Linked DNA regions of Mus musculus: region 1 is linked to region 2. A link is a contact called in public promoter capture Hi-C data. All regions are on one chromosome and are shown on one strand. The core of a region is the stretch at or near the end of the contact, and the rest is flanking DNA. Distances in the headings are between cores, read along the strand shown. Region 1 overlaps Bcr (BCR activator of RhoGEF and GTPase). Region 2 holds the start of Rsph14 (radial spoke head homolog 14 (Chlamydomonas)).

Region 1 (3,370 bases), core at 533-3,032, 89 kb before region 2:
GGAGCTCAATTTCCTAACAAGAGCCTCAGCTCTTGCAAGAAGCAGGGTGAAAAATACCGTTTGCTAGGTACTTCCCCCAGCTCTTCATGGTGTTGTAATCTTTTACACATTCTATGGATGCACGCCGACACTTTGGTGGACATGGACTTCCAGTCTGCCATTTTTAGCAGATAGGAAACAGAATTCTGAAGCTTGACTACATTCAAGTCCACCTATGACCATTACAATCTAAGAACTTTAAGATGGAGATAGATGCTTCACCCATGAGTGGTGACATCTGACAGGTCCTGGGGGTATACACAGCGTTCCTGAGATCCACACACAGGGAGGTCAGGGAGCACGGAGAGAGAGCAGGAAGGAGGAGGAGGGCAGGGAGCACGGGGAGAAAGCAGGAAGGAGAACGAGGGCATAAAAATGTATGAGCCTAAACCCTATTGGCCCTGGGTGTTAGCCAAACATGTTCCTAACGGAGTTTAAATTGGTAGGCTTAAAGCAGGCAGGCCCTAGTTCTGGGGTGTCATGGAGGCATATCTTTGCCGTCTCTGTGATGTGTGGGGTTAGACGGCAGATGTAGGTAGATCTACCTGTTCTGTAACCACGCAAGGGAAGTGGTCACTGAAGGTATATAAGATAGATATCAAACAAACTGGAAGGAAGTAGAAAGTTGGAAATCGTGACTGAGACTCAATTAGAAGGGTGACTGAGTCCTGCTTTTAATGGGAGGAAGCCCACTTACATGAAATATGAATGCTAACATAGTATACAATTGTAATCAATGGGCTGGGACAGAAAGCCCGCCTAGTGTGTGCATGACCCATGGTGCATACATACACACATGTGCATACATACATGCACAGTAGCAGAGACTGTTGGAATAGGCCTTTTGGTCCAGTGCTGAGGAGGCTAAGGCAGGGTAATTATAAGCTCAAGGCATGCCTGAGCTTTGAGGTGACTTCAAGGCCAGTCTGGGCAGCTTAGTGAGACGTTATCCCACAATGAAAGGTGAAAAGGGGGCTAGAGATAACAGCTCAGCATGCCAAAGGCTTAACCTCTAAGTGCTTAGTCTGTCATTTAGCAAGCACATTCCAACCAAAGAGAAGATGGCCCCCACCCCCAATTTTGCGCTGATCCAGCAATTCTATTACCTACATGACCAAGACTAGAAATAGAAAGTTGTTTGCTCAGATGTTTCACAGATTTAAGACTAGTCTGGGCTACACATTGAGATTGAAGGTAACCTGGGAAACAGTGTAAGAAAAGAAATACACACACACACATACATACATACATACATACATGGTGACTTTCGTATTATATGAACTTGACCTCAATTAAAAATAAATTGGGTGCACAGTGCCATATTCTATAATCGTAACTCCTCAGGGGGCTTACAGCAGGAGGCTTGCATGCAGTTTAAGATACATGCCACTGTCTTTAAAACAACAACAACAACAACAAAAAAAACAACTAACAGTTTTCTGAAGGCCAAGAGAACTATTCTAAATAGACGACAGAACCAGCCACCTGGTGCCAATCCCCGAGGTCACCACAATTGGCAAATGGCTACTGAATCGCTGAGATATGTTGCTGGTTTCAGTGGGTTTTCTACTTGCTTCCTCTGTTAGGCTGGCAGCTGTCCTTCCTGCACTGATAGCCAAGGGAGTCATAGCAACCCCAAAGATGACATCACCAGGCTAGTTCCCAAGCATGGAAAACCCCAGTTGCTTAGGCAGGGAGAGGTCATGGTCATGGTCATGAATAATCAGTGTGGGCCACACTGAAAGCCCTGAGGCAGGCTGAGCCCGGACTGCCACCCAGACAGGTTGCAAAATGCTCATCAGGAGGGGCCTGAGGCTCATGGCCTGCGGCCTTGGCTCTCCAGGTAGCCCTGGCTGCCCTAAAGGAGGGACAGAGGATTCTAGTGCTGTTTCCTTACAACAGTGGTTCTCAACCTTCCTAACCTGTGACCCTTTAATACAGTTCCTTATGTTGTGATGAACTACTCCCAACCACAAAATGATTTTCGTTGCTACTTTGTAACTCTAATTTTGTTACTGTTATAAAATATAGTGTAAATATTTTTTGGAGATACAAGTTTGCCAAAGAGTTGCAACCCACAGGTTAAGAACCGTAGGGTCTTGGCATGGTGGGGCACGCCTTTAATCCCAGAACTCGGGAAGCAAAGGTAGGTGGATTTCTGAGTTCGAGGCCAGCCTGGTCTACAAAGTGAGTTCCAGTACAGCCAGGGCTATACAGAGAAACCCTGTCTTGAAAAACCACACACACACACACACACACACACACACACACAAGAACAAGAACTGTAGGGTCTTAAAGAGTGTAGGCTGACCGTATAAACTGCACTTATAGCTCTGTCTTGAGATTTAGCTGGCTGAAGACTCTAAACAATTCAGAGGCCAATTCTGTCGGAAGATGGACATCTTCCACCCACTGAATGTATCAACAATATGGGCGAGCCCCCGCCTGCGGTGGTTTGAAAGAGAAAGGCCCTCCTCAGGCTCATATATTTGAATACTAGGTCCTCAGTCAGTGTTTAGGAAGGATTAGGAGGTGAAAACTGTTTGCTGCTAAAGTGTGTTTTCACTTCCTTGTGACATGCAAGTAATAAGGACTCCTTTGACCCTTCTGACTTACTTTTTAAAATTATGTAAGCCCACAATCTTTTCTATGTACTTCAGAAATCACCCTGTGACTTAGAGAAAGTTTCTAGGAGCCTTTTGAGCAACGTCACTTCTCAAGTCTGATCACTCCAATCATATCTATGGCTATTGTTAAGACAATCAAGGCCAAAGGAGAAATCCTAACGAGCCCATAGGCACACCTGAGTATAACTGTCCTTTTATGTTAAAACCTTTTAGAGACAAACTCCTGTTCTGGTTCACATTACTTTGTTTTGAATTCTCTTCTGCTGCACAGCTGAGAATCCTTGGCTTCACCTTGGTATAGGTCTCTGCAGATTTCTATCAGGTGAAGTCTCGGGCTGTCCCCACTGCCTGACTACCATAAAGGACACAAGGTATATGTACTAGGTCTGTATGGGGGTGGGGGTGGGGGTGGAGGACTTCCATGACCCTCCGAATGTTCACAACTTGGAAGTTCTCTGAACCCCGACATTCAGTTATTTTGTGGATCATAATAGACTCACAGCCCACTGACATTGATTTAATTCCAGCCCCTTGCCTCTCCCCAGAGGTAGGAGTGGGACTGAAAGTTCCAACTCTCTAATCACGTGGTTGGTTCTGCTGGCAACCTGCCCCACCCTGAAGCCATTTAGTCTCCTGAGGTATGAGACAACTTGTTATCTGAACCACACTGTTTGTAGTCATTGTTACGCAGCCCTTGTGGACCA
Region 2 (3,437 bases), core at 825-3,324:
TGTGACTGCTGGGGTTTCTTTCCTTTCCTTTCCTTTCCTTTCCTTTCCTTTTTTTTTTTCTTTTTTCTTTTCTTTTTTTTTTTTGTTGTTGTTGTTTTTCAAGACAGGGTTTCTCTGTGTAGCCCTGGCTGTCCTGGAACTCACTTTGTAGACCAGGCTGGCCTCGAACTCAGAAATCTGCCTGCGTCTGCCTCCCAAGTGCTGGGATTAAAGGTGTGTGCTTCTTGACGCCATTTCTGAGCCATTTTTGGGACTGGTTCTATGGTTCTTGGACCTGGCCATGTCTGCACGGTAACCTGCAGCGCTCGCGGCACCTGGGACCGGAAGAGAAAGAGAAACGCCAGCAGTGCAGCATGGGAAATAGGGCCGACACTGCTGGAAGGTCCAACTGATGGGAAACTATTATTCAGTCTGCCATATTTGAGCATCACTGTTGGCAGGATTTAGAGTTACCCTCAGGTGAACACCTCTGCGAGTGTCTGTAAGGATGTTTCCAGAGAGCTTTAACTGAGAAGTACTTACCCTGAATATAAGTTGAGCACCAGTTGGGCCCCAGCGTTCGCCTTTACCTGCGCCTAGTTCCATCGGGTTACCAGAAGGTGAAGTGTCAGATCTCAGAGTCACTTCTGCTGTCCTGCCTTGCTGCCATGATGGACCATACCCTCAATATGTGAGCTGAAATAAATCCTTCTCCCCTCAATTTGCCTTTTGTCTGGTTTTTCGTCATACTAACAAAAAAACTGTCTCATGTGCCCAATGGGTGACCTCTCTCCTAGTGACCTTTGACCCGACTAAGAACAAGGGAAACTACAATGCTTTGAATACTTGCTCCCCCGATGGTGGAAGCGTCAGACTGTGGGAGGGGCCAAGTCACTGAGGGGAAGTCCTTAGAAATAGCTATCCTCTCTCCTCTCCTCTCCTCTCCTCTCCTCTCCTCTCCATCCCTGGTTCATAGTTCATATTTTCCCACTGCCATAGTCTGCCAAGCACCGGTGGGTCAGACCTCCTGAAATTCCAAGCCAAACTAAAAGCTTTTCTCACGTAAGTTGCTTCTCCCAGGCATTCTCTCACGTCGAGGAAAGAGTAACTAATACATTTGGTAATGTGTGAATTGCAGAAAAAATGCTTTTAAATTGTAACTCTTAACTCAAGCCCATAAGTCATTCATTTTGCATTTATCAAACGCTTCTTGGCATATGCTTGGTACAGAGAGGCAGTAAATGAAACAGACACAGGCAAGGTCTTGCTATGTTAAGGGGGTTAGGCGGCTCTTACTGAGTTGTGTCTATGGGGGATGTCAGACAGATGTCTTGTTACATTCTGTGTGTGTTTGAGTTTGTGCAAGGTCTTAGGGTGTGTGTGTGTGCGCGTGCACGCATGTGCGCACATGCAGGTTTATGTAAAGTCTCCATATGGCGTATGTGTATATGTTAGGGAAGTTAGTCAGGGCTTGCTATATCATGTGTAGTACACTAGGCAGGGTTTTGGTATGTTGTATGTATATGGGAGGGGGGTTAGGTGGGGCCCTCCTATGTGTATGGAGAGTGTAATGGGGTCTTGCTATATTGTCTGTGTCTACCTCCCATGTAGCCGGTAATAAAGGCATGCACCACCACCCAGACTCGGTGAGGAGACAGTCTTTGGGGAGCCAAAGGAGATGTTAGGCAGGTGGTGTTGGGGGCCTAGAAAACCACTTCAGCCAGTATGTACTGGGTGGATCAGCTTGCAGAAATATGGGCCCTGACCGGGCAGTTCTGGGGTCAGGTCTACGTGACTCGGAGAGAGCAACTGAATTTCCTTGAGATTCTTAGCCTTGAACTGTATAAAGTTACTCCTTCACCCGGATGGCCCAAAGCATGCAAAGGTCACAGGAAATCTGTACCACTAAGGAGACTTGTCTTTGTTCTTCATAGTAACATTGTAAAATTATGTTGTTTTTCCCTTCTTCACTGGGCTTAGCCTTAGTCTTTTTGCGCCTGCGCCTTGGCTCCCCAGAGTATTGACCGAGAAGCTGCAGACGCTGGCAGTCTCCTAGCAACCAGGTCGCCTGGTAATGGGCCAAGCGCTCTGGCTGGCAGACACCAGGAGACTTCACGCACTGAGGCAAGTGAGGCAGCTGTGAGGTGGGTGCCTGGCACAGGGCATAGGGGGCTTCCTGACCCACCCAGTTCCATTCACACGGGGCTGGTGCCCTCACAGCCTGGGTCTCGCCTTTCCTGCTGGTAGCAGGATTCCTGTAGTGTGTGCCATTTATAGGAGGGCAGCCCATGTCCCAGAGACTAAGATCCCCTGGAGTGAACCCCATTTTAGAGATGGCTGTTACCTTCCCAGTCTGGGGCTTTTCCTCCTTGTCTTGGCTGGTGGCCTGCCTTGGTTTTTTGTTTTGTTTTCTTTTTTTTTTTTTTTTGTTGGTTTTTTTTTTTTTGTTGTTGTTGTTGTTGTTGTTGTTGTTTTTTAACTTCAGAGTTTGAGTCCTGCCAGGTTCTGCAATAGTGATCAGGATAATAACCACAATCAATATATTCTAAGTTCTGTCCAGCCAGGCTCATGGGTATCAGTTATATGGCTGTGCTGGAAGGGCAGAAAGGAAATACCTAACTCTTCAGCTGCAGAGATGATGCATATAGAAGAGGGAGTGACTTGTCAAGGATAGCCCGTGGACCTGGACTATATCCCAGTCTTAACCCTGAAGCCACATTGCCTATGGTTGTTCAAAGAGTGTATGTGTGGGGGACAAGAAATCCTTCTTTAACCCTTCTTGCAAAAGTGTTCTAAGCATGTCCCCAACAGGAAGGAACAGGGCATCTATTTGATAGTTTCTAGCTTTACCAACTCCCTAGCCAAAAATCTATTTCCTTACATGGACAGCTCTTTTTAAGCAGTTTAGTATCTATCTAACTGGCAGTCACAAATTATTGCTGTCACCAGCTAAGCAGGAGCATCAAAGGAGAACACATGTTGGTTTTTACTTGGCTGGCCTATCCCCCCCCCCCCCGCAACCCCCCCTCGTCTTTGGTACTGTGACTAAGGAACCAATCTACCAAGTATCCCAAGCATTTTCTTCTGTCATTGGGCCACACCCGTGCCGTGACCTTGAGAAATCTGGTCAGCCCCTGTTTGCTCATCAGTAAATCCAGATGAAAGTATCCACCCTGTTTGTCTTCACAGACAGTTTTGAGGCTGAGATGGATAAGCTTCTACCTGATAATAGTAATAATGACAGTTTTTCTTCTGTGTGTGTTTGTTGTTGTTGTTCTTTTATTAGCAGTTTCTACAGAGGTTCATTTTCAAAGCCCTTTGGCAGGTGTGAAAAGATGGCTCATGCCCGCATCTCCATGTATATGCCTCCTGACATCGACCCCACAAAAGCCGCCATTGCTTATGGCTGCCGGGCCTTGAGCAAGCTTAATGAGGAGCTACAGTCAAGGGATCTCCTG

Evidence for each region. Promoter capture Hi-C pulls out the DNA fragments that hold promoters and counts their contacts.
Region 1: a promoter capture Hi-C map of liver shows a contact between it and region 2. The contact joins the enhancer-like site here to the promoter of Rsph14 in region 2. A contact is called at or near these places in 4 of 39 promoter capture datasets (the C10 cell line, embryonic stem cells, liver and 1 more), 1 of 484 Hi-C or Micro-C datasets (Sertoli cells), 2 of 115 datasets of contacts at active chromatin or transcription factors (hepatocytes and pancreatic cancer cells) and 4 of 9 other capture datasets (adipose tissue, embryonic stem cells, liver and 1 more).

The regions. Positions count from the first base shown.
Region 1 is chr10:75,119,558-75,122,927 of GRCm38.p6, reverse strand. The region is part of intron 1 of Bcr (BCR activator of RhoGEF and GTPase); the gene reads right to left. Among named protein-coding and RNA genes, the nearest start is that of Bcr, 60 kb to the right of the region's middle. Within about 2 kb of position 1,782, at least 146 of the 459 cell types and tissues checked have an H3K27ac peak or open chromatin away from gene starts, as enhancers often do. A contact at or near this core is called in Sertoli cells, adipose tissue, hepatocytes and 3 more, where this site is marked.
Region 2 is chr10:75,031,190-75,034,626 of GRCm38.p6, reverse strand. Rsph14 (radial spoke head homolog 14 (Chlamydomonas)) reads left to right here and starts at 2,074. Exons shown (of 7, transcript NM_001163535.1): 1 at 2,074-2,123; 2 at 3,269-3,437. The coding sequence starts at 3,315. It overlaps Gm40692 (a long non-coding RNA gene), which reads right to left. Exons shown (of 4, transcript XR_003948909.1): 4 at 149-314.